2 separate regions of the Anser cygnoides genome follow, and region 1 is linked to region 2. A link is a contact called in public Hi-C data. All regions are on one chromosome and are shown on one strand. Each heading gives the region's core, a stretch centred on a gene start, on an enhancer-like site or on the middle of the called end of the contact. The rest is flanking DNA. Distances are from core to core; before and after follow the strand shown.

What was found. A called contact is a pair of places that touch in the nucleus more often than the background predicts.
Region 1: a contact with region 2 is called in a Hi-C map of liver, with 3 times the contacts expected there. The contact joins the promoter of NKTR here to the promoter of CCDC13 in region 2. A contact is called at or near these places in 3 of 7 Hi-C or Micro-C datasets (granulosa cells and liver).

Annotation. Positions count from the first base shown.
Region 1 is chr2:3,617,967-3,624,359 of Taihu_goose_T2T_genome, reverse strand. It overlaps NKTR (natural killer cell triggering receptor), which reads left to right and starts at 4,271. Exons shown (of 17, transcript XM_066991387.1): 1 at 4,271-4,367; 2 at 4,563-4,643. The coding sequence starts at 4,586.
Region 2 is chr2:3,475,957-3,482,900 of Taihu_goose_T2T_genome, reverse strand. CCDC13 (coiled-coil domain containing 13) reads right to left here and starts at 4,383. Exons shown (of 16, transcript XM_048062293.2): 1 at 4,227-4,383; 2 at 3,238-3,461. The coding sequence starts at 3,455. It overlaps HIGD1A (HIG1 hypoxia inducible domain family member 1A), which reads right to left. Exons shown (of 4, transcript XM_048062301.2): 3 at 6,481-6,615; 4 at 4,641-5,767. The coding sequence ends at 5,718.

The sequences.
Region 1 (6,393 bases), core at 3,022-5,521, 140 kb before region 2:
GTTCGTAGTCTGTGAAAGAGTGATTCCCGAAGATCTCCCTTGCCAAATGGGAAATGGGCCAGCTATCATCAAAGGCAGGTGCTAGTGGCAGTCCGCCTGCCCAAACCTCCCGATCTCCCTCTGCACATGCAGCATTCGCATTTCAGTAGCCTGGGGTTCCCATTTTACTCGGTCCTGCCAGAGCAGGAGCCACAAAGCGCCTCTCCTGCCAGCCTCCATAAGCACCCACCCCTATAATGCTCCCTGTAACGCGGGCAGGAGCTTCCTGCTGGCCATGCGCAGCTCATCAGCATCTTGGCATTCGGTGTATGGAAAAATGTCAGATATTACTGACACGGTGTGGATTTTGATCAGCAGCCTAGAGCTGACAGATTTTGCTGTTTGCTACTTATCCCCAAGCCATCTAGTTCCCTTTAGCACTCTGAACTCCTCACTCCAATGCTGGCACGTGTGGTTTTTAATTTAGTACCTTTTCACTGGTTAAGTTTGCTTAACAGATAACTGCCTGTCGGCTTTTACTTTTAACTTTGTGTTTGCTTAACAGCGAGGCTTTTCATAATTAAAGCCATTTTTCTGTTATTCCAGCATGCAATATTTATACTTCAGAAAAAAAATACCGAAGAAATGGTTTTGCATGACTGAACTACTGAAGGAAACACTCGCAGTCCTCCTCTGTTCTACCACGGTAACACAAGCTTTTAAATTTAGCTGGAGAAATTTCTGGCTCCTTCATCCGGTGTCTCTCGACGTTCATCATTTGTGACCCTCGCGAAGAGCTCTGAGTCAGTTCTCTCGGCACCAACACCTCGTATCCGTTCACACTGGATGAGATCCACGCGGAGCAGCCACAGAGCGAGATCAAGAATAAGCAGTCATGGATTTGTCTCAGAGAAGTATTTTGAGCACCACCACCACAACCAACATGATGGCAAGCTACATTGAAAATTCCTCCTCTTTCTTATCTAAGGTGCCTGCAAACCACAAATGAGGTAAGAAGCTAGTCAGCACGCAAGGAACACACCAGAGGTTTTTAGGACACCGGGCCCTCTACAATATTACAGTTGACAAATTAAATGTAACAGCGATGGCAACACCTAGAATTGCATAAGAAAGAACTGATCAACAACTCGTTGCTCATAAAAAAGCTTGCTTTCAGTTTCAGACCTAGGCTCTACCTACGGAGATATCTTTTATCCAAAAAGATAACCAAAAGCCTCTATAAATACCTAAACGTTAACCTTGAAACAACAGCTGGTTAGGTAGAGCTTCCATGGCCACGTTTAGACTAATACTTATTAGGACAATTAAAGACACTTTGGAAAATAAAGACCATGTCCCAGTTTGAGTGGTTTCCCCCTGATTTGCACGTAGGTCGCAGAACCTCGTATTATTCAAAAGCAATTTGTCATCCATAACTCCGCTGCCTTGCCACACAGGCCACAATCCCCCTCAAACAGCCTCCGTCCACGGTCGCTGAAATCAATGGGGACTTTGTCGCTGTTTCAATGGGCACAGGACATTTCCAGAACAGCATCTGCAGCAGTTCCCACATAGGAACACCAGGAGTGATCTCCATTTGTAACTAAATGTTTCACGTTTCAAAAGACTGGCCTCAAATATGCTTTAGATATTTTTTTTTTTAATGTCTTTCTTCCACCAGGCTGCATATTCATCAGCTTTAGTCCTAGAGATGATCTTAAGAGCTTCTCCCAGGGGACCAGAAACTTCTTTCTAATTTGCGTCTTTATTAAAATAATCACAGCTTGAAATTAACTTTTTTGTTTTAATTGCTCACAATCTTTGCTACTTGCATGAAAAGCAAGTAGCACATTTCCATGCCTTTTATGAGTCTTTTGCTTATTTCTTTGTCCATTTGCCTTTAGCAAGCAATTCATATTCCAAACACAGAAAAGCAAGAAATTGCAGGTAAAGAGAAATTAATTAACAGTTTATTTTAGCTCAGGAGAAAAAAAAATAAATAATAAAAAAGCAAAAACATCAAAATGTAACCATACAATATTTATTGTTTGGGAAAGATTAGGGAAATCAAGAAGACTTATTTTCAAATGTTCATTTTGGAAAGGAAATCCTATAGAGCTACTTAATTTATACCTGATATTTCTACTTGAATACCTAGTATTAATTTCTCAGTAGCTTTGTTTCAGTTTTTGTTTCAGTAGCTTCAGTTTCTAGTTTTAAAGTGAGGCAAATAATAGCCTTCTATATTATAAAGGCATTTCATAAATAGTTTAGGGCCAGACTATGCCACATTTTATGTTGTGCGATAGCCTACAATGCAAGTATCCCTAAAGGACGTCTGCAACAGCTCCAAAGACCAGCTTCCTGAGGGAGCACTCGCACAACCAGGTATTAGGGACAGTAAGGAATGCCAGAATCCGGCTGTTAAAACTTCGTCGGATGCTCAAATGCTGTGGTGACAGCAGCCATAAAAGCTATAGATCAAGTACACCTAAAACAATTCCACTTTGTTACATTCCCATTGTCGAAAGCATCCCTTGATCTCAGTGCTGCCACTGTTTATTCTCAGCACATTTCATTTTTCTTATCTAAGACCTCTGAATTTCTCTGTGGACAAGGACATAAGTGCAGATACTGCTGCCAAGTAAAACTACTGCAATGAGTTCTGCTTTGTACAACTTTTGAAAAACACAGAAACAGATCGCTTCTTGGGTGGTGAGGGCTTAGTAAGGGTGTCCCTTCTGCTCAGAAAGGTACAAGTCATAGAATCACAGAACCATTAAGGTTGGAAAAGCCCTCCAAGATCATCTGGTCCAACCCCCCCCCGCCACCAATGTCACCATTAAACCATGTCCCCAAGCACCACGTCCAACCTCTCCCTGAACACCCCCAGGGACGGTGACGCCACCACCTCCCTGGGCAACCCGTCCCAATGCCTGACTGCTCTTTCTGAGAAGAAATGTCTCCTCATTTCCAACCTGAACCTCCCCTGGCGCAACTTGAGGCCATTCCCTCTAGTCCTATCACTAGTTATCTGCGAGAAGAGGCCAACCCCCAGCCCACACACCTTCCTTTCAGGTAGTTTTAGAGAGCAATGAGGTCTACCCGAGCCCCCTCTTCTCCAGACTAACTATTCTCCAGACTAAACTTATTACTTCCAGAAAGTCTTCTTTCTGGAAGCAATACAAGACATCTCTCGCACAGAGTGGTGGGGCTGTGCTTTAGATGGAGTCTGTACGAGATGTAGCTGCCGCAGGTCGTGCAGGGTACGTGCTCTGCTGCCTTCCACCATCTCCTACAAAAAGATGACTCTGTAAGGATGCGAACAAAGTAATTACACAAATGAGATGGATATGAGGGGACACATGAAAAGCTGTTGTAAGCTGCTGGGCATCCTTGCTGTGAGGGATGCCTGAAGGATGTCATAGGCTCAAAGTGAGCAGGGGATTTATGTAGTTAGCAAGGAGACTGGCACCTCTAACCTGAACAACTTGACAGTTCAGTAATTAGTAAAGAGCTTTTTTTTTCCAGGCCCTGGGATGGTCTAATATCCCGAATTTAACATATATATATATTGGCCTCTTCTCGCAGATAACCGAAGATAGGACAAGAGGGAATGGTCTTGAGTTGTATGTACCAGGGGAGGTTCAGGTTGGAAATGAGGAGACATTTCTGCTCAGAAAGAGTGGTCAGGCGTTGGGACGGGTTGCCCAGGGAGGTGGTGGCGTCACCGTCCCTGGGGGTGTTCAAGGAGAGGTTGGACGCGGTGCTTGGGGACATGGTTTGGTGGTGACATTGGTGGTAGGGGGGTGGTTGGACCAGATGGAGGGCTTTTCCAGCCCTAATGATTCTGTGATTCTGTATATGAGCTGCTGTAATAATGACATTTCCTTCAGCTCCTCCTGACGCTGGCTGAAGGAAGCACCGAGGAACCGGGAGCATGACCAGGGACAAATCGCGGCGAGCGTTTCGGTCAGGACCTGCCCCAGGTGCTCAGACACCCCCAAACGGCAGAACCACAGCGTTAAAAACACAGGTGTTAAAAACAACCAAACACCCCTTAAAAACGACCAAAAAAAAAAAATCCCCCCTCAGCCGGGGGAACGCAACATGGCCGCGCCCCGCGGGGGGCTCCTTCCCCTCAGGGAGCGGCGCGAAACCGCTGAGGGCGGGGGGAGGGAGGGAGGGAGAGGAGGGGGCGCGGCGCGCACGCGCGCGGCGGGGCGGGGCGGGGCCGTGCCGAGCCGAGCCGGGCCAAGGGGCGGGGCCGTGCCCAAGGGGGGCAGGGGGCGGGGGGCGGCGCCTGAGCGCGGCCGGTTCATGGCGCCCGGGCCGGGGGGGGGAGGGCGAGGGGGCGCGGAGCGGGGACAAAGCGCAGGGGCCGTCAGGTAAAGGGGGGGGAGGGCAGGGCAGGGCAGGGCAGGGCAGGGCTTGGGGGGCGCCCCATTTTATCCCGTTTTTTCCCTTCCCCCCTCCCTTTCCTCCCCTCACTTACACGGTGAGGGGAGAGGGTTCTCCTCACGGGGCCGGGCCCGGCCCGGCTCGGCTCGGCTCAGCCCCCGGCGGTTTCTCTCCGTGGGCAGGTGGTGAGGGCGAGGGGGCAGCCATGGGGGTGCAGGACCGGCCCCAGTGCTTCTTCGACATCGAGATCAACCGGGACCCAGGTACGGGGGGGTTGGGGGGGCTGGGGGAGGAGGAACAGGAATTTGGGGGGCCGAGGGGGCAGGGGTTTGGGGGCCGGGGGGGGTCGGCAGGGGTTTGGGGGGCTGGCAGTAATTTGGGGAGCCCCTTTGGGGCGTGTGGGGCTGTGGAAGGGGGGTCTGGGTCCTGCTGGAAGTGCGCTAATTACCCCTAATTAACAGGGGGCTGCTGCCCCCCTCCTGCCCCGGGGTGGGCATAAAGGGCCGGCCTGCTTTAAAACAAGGAAGAGAAATGTCTCAGAACTCTTCTTTTCCACGCAGAAAGCGTGGCCGGTGTGGCTAGCTGGGGGTTAGCCCTGCTGGCCCCTGGCTGCAGGGGGGCTCCTGGTCCTGGGCTCCCAGCACCCGGTGCCTCCCGGCCCCGCAGCTCTCTCACAGCAAGATTTCGTAGCCTCCTTGTGCTTTTGCTTTCATTTTCTGCCTCAGTCTTTCTCCAAAGGACTTAGAAAATGGAGATTTAAAAACTCTTGCCGCAGGTTTGCCTTGCGTTCAGGCACGGCTGTCAGGCGTTGGGCTTGCTCCCAAACTTCAGCCCAAATTCGGCTCCGGTGGCCCGAGAGGGCTCCTGTGTAAATCCCTTAAGGTTTACGTTTGAGTTCCTTTGGTTAGCGTTTCAGAACTCATTTCTGATGAGCAAAACGCTAAAGGAAGTGGAGTTTTAACGCCGTGCTTTAAATCCAGATTTACTGGGGAATTAGGCTACTAAAAGCTGCTTTATTGTGGCGGGGTCTCTGGTGTGGGAGCTGTGGTTTGAGGCTGAGCCTTCGCCGAATTTCCGTCTTTGGCAGGGATTTTCGATGGGGCTCCTCATCTGGGGGACCTCTCCTTACTGTCTGTATGCTCGCAGCCCCGCTCCCACTTGGTTTTCCCTCCTGTTTGTTACCTTCTCGTCCCTCCTCAGCCTTGTGAATCCCGAAAGCAGCAGGTTACCTCGTTTTCCCTCATGTCTGCTAGGATTTGGTGGCTGGTGCTGCTGTCGGCGAGGAATCACGCTGTTAGGTTCCTGGTGGTGCAGAGCTTAAGTTACCTGGCGTAGGCGCGGGGCTCGGCTCTGTTGCTGCCAGTATTTATTTTCCCTTTAAAACGGGGTGAACGTGAAATGCAGAGCCCTGCTGCTTTTATTTCACCTGATTAATCACTCGTATTTTTGCAGGGAAGCATGTCAGTGAATAAAATACTGGTGCAGGACTCGTGCGTAACGTGGCTGTGCTACTGTATGCGAGCGTCTGTTTATCAATTTCCTATACAACTCTATCTCGGGATGTAAAGTTGCATTTAAGAAACTTAAACATCCCCCTGTGGCTGTGAGGTGACCTTCAAGAGCCGAATGAAGTGTGAGTGATACAGCAGTGCTTCCAGATGACACGAAGCGTTAGCTCTGCGAGATGGAGTGTCCTGCCGATACTAGGGTGGTACTAATTTTAACTTCCAAACTGCCAGCAGTTTGCCAAATTAACATTTTGCTTATCTGGCCTTAATGCCATCAGCCTAGCTGCTTGTTTATTTTTATTGAATGTAGGGAGAAAGACCTGGAGGAAAGAACAGCGCTGCATTTCTTGCTAGCCAGGAAGCAAAGCATTGGCCCCTGCCCTGTATGCACTAAGAAATCAAAGTAACATCTCCCAAGAAAATGCAGAGAATCAGGACGTGCCTCTCGCTGCAGGAGACATCTCGCCTGCAGGACAGGGAACTGTGTCATTTTTGAGCGTTGATT
Region 2 (6,944 bases), core at 3,134-5,633:
GGGAATGGCCTCAAGCTGCGCCAGGGGAGGTTCAGGTTGGAGATGAGGAGACATTTCTGCTCAGAAAGAGCAGTCAGGCGTTGGGACGGGTTGCCCAGGGAGGTGGTGGCGTCACCGTCCCTGGGGGTGTTCAAGGAAAGGTTGGACGTGGTGCCTGGGGACATGGTTTAGTGGTGACATTGGTGGGAGGGGGATGTTGGACCAGATGATCTCGGAGGGCTTTTCCAGCCCTAATGGTTCTGTGATTCTATAACCACAGCCGGATGTCGGCTTTCTCAATAGCTACCTGCACATTTTCTCTTCAAGTTTTAGCAAGCCTTTGGCTCAAACTGGGCTTTAGCTGTTAAATGCACGCTGCATGTGTGCATGTCAGAATAAATGACCCCTTAAAGCACTGTCACAAACAGCAGAGTCAATTTATAAGATGATTCACAATCCGTAATTAAGCAGTGCACGTCTGTTCCAGAGCTGCAAATCAAAGGGAGATCAAAGGCAGCTGTTTACAAAGGAGAAGAAAGAAAGCAGCAATCTAAGCAGAGAAAAGACAAAACTAAGTTATTCCCACATGTACCACTCACAGAAGTGAACAAAACCATGCAGTTTTAATGAGGGATACACAGAAACATTTTCAACCTTTACGGAACTAACACGAAAAAACGGTTCTAAGCTCCCGGCACACCTGGTCAGCGATGTCTGCCCTGGAGCTGGCTTCCACATGGTAACAAATAGATGGAAATCCCAACTGCAAAGAGCTGGAGTCTCCTCTGAGAGACTTTGACGCGTTACAGAGGAGGTTCTACCCAAGTGGTTCAGCAATGGAAAGTCAGACAAAAGCAGCAGGCCACAGAAAGCCAACCTGTTTTACTGCAGTTCAAGGGAAGAGAGCTGGGGAAGCTTGTGAGCAAGGGCTGTGACTGGAATTCAGTGTTTTTCCCCGCTCTGTTAGGGATTCTCCACGTGATGGGGAAAATCACTTAATCTGAAACGCACCAAACAGACCAGGGAGGATAAAGTCACACGCGCACGCACACAAACAAAACCAAAAAGATGGACTGAAATGTCAGCTAAGCGCTTGCCTGACCAAAATTTGGATGCAGGAACAGAAAGATGGAAAAATGAGCTCCCGAGGCCCAGAGGAAGGGAGACTTCTGGGCAGAGAATGCTTTCAGGGCGCTGCTGTAAACAGCACCGCCACGCTCAAGTCGCCGCCGCTGCAGACCATACGGAGGGAGCCCTGGTTCTCTGAAACGTGTTCCTAACGTCTTATCTTGGCAATCCTGCAAAGCAGCATCCGCGCATCCTGGTGAATCCCCTCCAGAAGCAAATCCTGATTGGATTTGATACACTCATAACCACTCTTCTGCCAAATGTAGATGTACCTGAACAAAGGGCAACACAAATAAACCTGCAGCGTGCTACACCTGCTACGTCAAAACGGGGCTTTGAACAGTCAGTGCTGCTGAACGCAGAGGTAAGCAACAGCTCCTGAATTACTCAGACCTCAGTTTCTGAACTGTAGGTGGCAGAGAAGCAGCCCCAGAGTCGCTGGGACTCTCTTGTACTCTGCACCTCGCTGCACCAGGATGTTACAGGAGCTCCTAAGCCCTAATGCCCAAAGAAATCCACACGCGAAATGTGGGAATGAGTCTCCCCCTGCATTTAAAGAGAAAGAACTGATTCAAATCTCCTCGCTGACCTGTACATGCTATCAGAGAAAATGCTGAAGGGACGAGGACAGCTGGCAGAGGTCAGAGCAGAAGCTTACACTGGCCAATCAGCCAGCCACAGAGAGGGACCTGTGTGTGAAGGAGGGAACGGATGGCGCAAGGAGGAGAGCACCAGGTTACTCCTGGACGCTCGGCTCCCTGTTTTGTACAAACACCACGTTCCCAGAAGCACCTGAAAGTTTCAGTGGGCTCGCTCCCAGGCTCCCTGCATCACCACAGGAGCCCTGCTGCAGCTTCTGTACTCAGGCATTCAAGGAAGCGATCTTCAGAAGAAGCTGATCAGGGAGCTGCCCAGAGTAACACAGAAGGAAGACCAGCATTTAGGGCCCAATAAACCTTGCTTAGTGGCCTGATAAACCTCGGTAGAGGTGCCCTTCCCACTCTGGATTCTGGGAGGGAAAACTGTCTCAAAGGTATACACCTCAGTGCATGTACCACAGCACGTCACCCTATCGTGACGCCAATAAAACAGCTTGTGGGGCTAAAGCTGTAATCTGGATCACTGGAATGACCCGAGATAAAACTACCCTTGCCCCAGAAAGTGAATTCAATTTCCAGCACAGCCCTGAAAACAGCTGTGTCGGCACAGGCGCAAGTAGAGAGCAGAAGCGGGAATTTCTTAGGCTGCCTTCGCCACTAACAGGGGGCAAATCCCAGAACAGCCAACGCTGTGCTAACTGCAGACATCTCCGGGATGTGTCCAGTTCCAGACCTGTTCCAGTCTGCGAAAATAAATTAATTAGGTCGGAAGGAGACACTGACTACATCCTAGAAGGAGGATGAATGATCTGAGCTGGGGTTCCAAATCTGCGCCAGTAAACTGATTTCTGCACTCAGCTCCAAAAGCAAGATTCAGGAAGATCCACAGCAGAATGCCCAGCGTCCAGGCAATCCAGATACTCACCAGTGGGTGAGGTAAGGCCCAAACCCTTGCCACCAGGAAGATTTACAACCCTAACTTGTACATCCCTGTCAAGTATCTTACCTGTGAGGCAACCCCACCCATGAGACTCTCCTATATTTCATCTCCTGTGGCTGTCTTTTGACTTACTAAATCATGTCACACTGCACAGGTACGTGGGGAACACTGTCCTGGGCTGCAGGCCTTTGGCTTGTACCCATTAGCTGCATGACGCGTTGCACACACTGGTCTTTGGAAATTATTGGTGTAGGAAACCTGTTTACAAGGCGAGGCAGGAGCTAACCAGCAGCTCAAAGGGCATTAGTGATCGTGGAGCGACTGGAGGTGGGCAGATGGCGCCCAGCTGCCCTTAGCACGTCACCTCAACCCCTCTGTCCTTCCTTCAGCTCTTCGTTTGTGAAACTCGGATAACAAAATGCACCTAACAGTGCTCTGAGGCTAAACGCACCAGAGACAGCGAGAGTCTTCTCAGGCTACTGAAAGCCTAACACATGAGGACAAAGTGCTCTCTTATTGTGAGTTTCATAAGATCATAAGCAAAACACAGTTCTGTGACCTCCTGAGGGAACAGTGCTGCTACACCTTTACCTTTTGCTGTCATCTTCAGTTACAGGTTGTTCTGTTTCAAACAGGTTTAGATCATTCGGGATGCCGAAAGTCTCCTTTGCATTGCCATTGTTAACCTTCTGACTGCTCTGCTTGTCCTTTTTCCTCTCCATTAGATTCTGCAGCTTTCTTTGCTGTTGTTCCTGAAGAGCCTTAAACTGGCTTTTAAAATGCTCCTGTGCTTTGATGTCTGACTCCATGGTTTACTAAAAGCATCGCAGGAGGAAAATGAAGAGCAACAGAGACCAGAGATCAACATCACATTCAAAACATCCTCTTCTAACAGCTGCTTTGTAGTTTTTCCACCCCGACCTTTGCCGTCTCCCTGCCACCTCCTCCTCCTCCTCTCAGCCACTGCGCTCCTCAGCCTCACAGCCTCGCTTTAAGGGCCCTTTTTTTCCATAAACGGCTTTCAAGCAGAAAAGCCTTTAGGTCTTTTTCGCTCTAGCATTCAAAAAGCAATGCTTTAAAACGCTTGTAAACGTATCTGTTTAAAAGAAACGTTTTTAGAGAAGAGCAAGTTGGAGGAAAACCCAAGCAAACAGAGCAACCAAACCACGCAACTTCTAGTTTTTATGACTAAAAGGAACGCAGGCTGGTTGCAGCCCAGGCCCATGCAGCCTTCCTCCCCAGGTTTCAAAAAAAAACCCAAATCCCCCCATTTTTGGGGCTAAGCTGGGACCGACAATGAGAGATCTCTGCTTATCCTAAACACCAGCAGCGCGGCTTACAACTTTCCCCTCAATTTCCAAGCAGCGAGTGCCACCCAACGTGACCCACGGGCACGGAGCAGGTCCCGAGGGCCCCACCACAGCTCAGACTCCCCTCGGGGGGGGGGGGGGGTGTCCCCGCATGGCTGCCCCCAGGGGCCTGACCAGGCCGCGCTGCCTCCCTCAGCCCCAAGCCTTCGGCCCACGCCTCCCTCCCTTCCAGACCTCCTCCGGCCGCCTCCCCCCACCCCCTGGGCCCACCTACGCCGCCCCCCGCAGCCCCCAGCCCGGCGGCGGCGCCCCCGCAGCAAGGCCCGGGCGCAGGCTTCAGGCTCCCGGCTAGGCCGCGGCCTCACACGGCTGCCATAGCAACGGGCGGGTGGCCCGGGCCGCGCATGCGCCTTGAGCCGGCCGCCATCTTAGCGCCCTTGCCCCCCCGTCCCGCGGGGCTGTAGGGCGGCCGCGGGTGAACGCAGCTCCTTCTGCCCGCCCCCGTTCCGCCCTTCTGAGGGAGGGCTGGGGTCCTCCATAGCAGCCCCCTGCCCTCTCAGGGTTTTTTTTTTTTTTAAATCCCTATGTACCCCCTCACACAGTCCCCACCCCCCCCACCCCGGAGGTTTTGCACACAGGGGGAGCCCCACCATAAATCCCCAGTCAAAACTCAACCAGCTCGTCTCCATTGCTCACGGCTGTTTATTCACATCATATTTTATTTGTATCATATCACACGCTGCTCTCAACAAATCACACCGGTGCAGGGTGTATCTTGCTTTATTAGACCTCCTCTTGTCACACTGCCACCATGGAATGTAAGCTCGTCGGAGAAAATCTTGCCGGTTTTCTACAAATTTGCTTCATGAACACGTTTTTGTGACTGCTGTTAAGAGATTCAAGGGGTTCCTGTGTAAAATAACACTGGCGCTTTGCAGAGAAAGATTTTACGCCTCACAAAGTATGAGGGCGGCTTTTCAGATTCAAACGTTTTAAAACTTCTGTGGGGAATGGTACTGCAAAAGTCAGAGCTAGATCATATTTTAAAAGCATTAGAACAAATCAAAGTGCATTTCAAATGTTACATTTAAATGTTACTCAGAAGAACACTGTAAATAAAGTTACAAAATACAGTAATCAAAGCATCTGAAAACCTATAGTAAAAATAGGGAGCCGGTGTTTTCATTAACAATTAATAAATATAACATTTAAATAGCTGAAACACACCACGTACTTATCTTATGCCTTAAATAAAAAAATAAAATAGATGTCTATAGGTATCTCGATGTTTTAGAAGTCAGTGCTGCTAGAAGCTTCTAAATTACACAGCTGGAGGCTGACAAATATACAGGACAGGAAGTGACAGCAGAACATTCACAGCATTCTCAATGCTACCTTACAGATGGGGCCTCTACCTAAGAGAAGCTAGTTCAAACTTCGTCACTTTGGGCAACAGCAGCAAGAGAAGTCACCAATTGCAGGATTGAGCTAACACTCAAGGGGAAGATAAAGTGATTGTACTCTACTATATCCCCTAAAAATTGGGATAGAGTAGTGTAAATCAAAAAGAACCAGACCCTGATACCCATTTTACCTACTATGCAATCATTCAGACTGCCAGCCTCGGGACAGCGTACCATACACAAAATAAAGGGCAATTCTCTCAAGCCACGTATTTTTTTTCCCTCAAGAACCCCTCAATATTAAGTTGATAGCTGCAGTACACAGGCCACCACCAGGACAGAGGTTTAGGTTCTTCCATTATTCCTTGGGCTTTATCACATACTCCCGTAGCATTGAATACAGCACACCTGCATGACAAAAAAAAAGTATTAGAAAGCTGGGTTAAATATGAAATGAAGGGTTTCAAAATCTGAACACTGAAGTTCTGAGAAACCAAAGTAATATTTCCCTTACTCTTCTGTTTCATCCTCTCTTTAAACAGCCATGATGAACACTACAGAATTCTTTATACACAGGAACTTTTCCTAGTTTAGTGGTATGCAGATCCCCAGCCAACTCTAGTTCACTTTGCAGCCAAAGTCAAGCTTTGCTCTTTTACCTCCTGGGAATACAGTACAGGCAAACAGTGTTTCATGGGATATAAATTCACACACATACACAGCCGAAACACTTAGATGAGACCCAGGAAGCTGACTTTCCAGTGCATTAAGTTCAGAAACAGCAACATATTTTCAAGGGAAAATATTAACAGCAGATGGCCTTTTTTTCTTTGCCTCTAATTTCCGTATCTGTAAAACCACACATACTGTCCACATCTAAAAGTGGTCAAAACTTCTACTCCTAAAGTTAGTGGAGTTTAATATTGAATATATGTACTTAAACAGTATGTGAACTCTAGGAAGAGTGATCAAAGAGGCATAAATATTTATATGTAGTAGCCCGAATGTTTCCACCCCGAGGGTTTTTAACACATGCCGATGTTATCCACCAGCAGAAGAGGTGTGAGAGGGTTTACATGACCCAAAGGACCCATGACAAGAACCTCCTGCTCGGTACCTACCACACGTTATTGCTCCCACGACGAAGCCCTGGGCTGCCACACGCATGTGAATCAGGTGAAGCGACATTTTCATGTTCCCTCGGTGCTTCAGTTTGTACAGCCCATAGCCCACCACCGCGGCGAAGCCAGCCATCCCTGCAAAGGAAGGAAGGCATTCCTATGAGTAAAAATCACCTCCGACATCTCAGTGGCATTGATCTATCTAAACAAGAAATCCTGGGACTACGCCTGGTTTTGCCCAACGCTATTTTTGCGTAGAGGTCCCTTTTCTTCCTACTGCTTTCACTTGAGTGCCATCTCCTTTAACACACAGCGGGCAGAACAATGATTTCCGCTGGTGTTAAAACGCGACAGCAGACTCTCGCAGTACATTCTCAGGGTGTCACGGAGTTTCCTTGGTATTTTTCAGAGGGCACAAGCGCCGCTCGCTTTCTTAGAAGGAACCTCACACCAAGAACACCGCT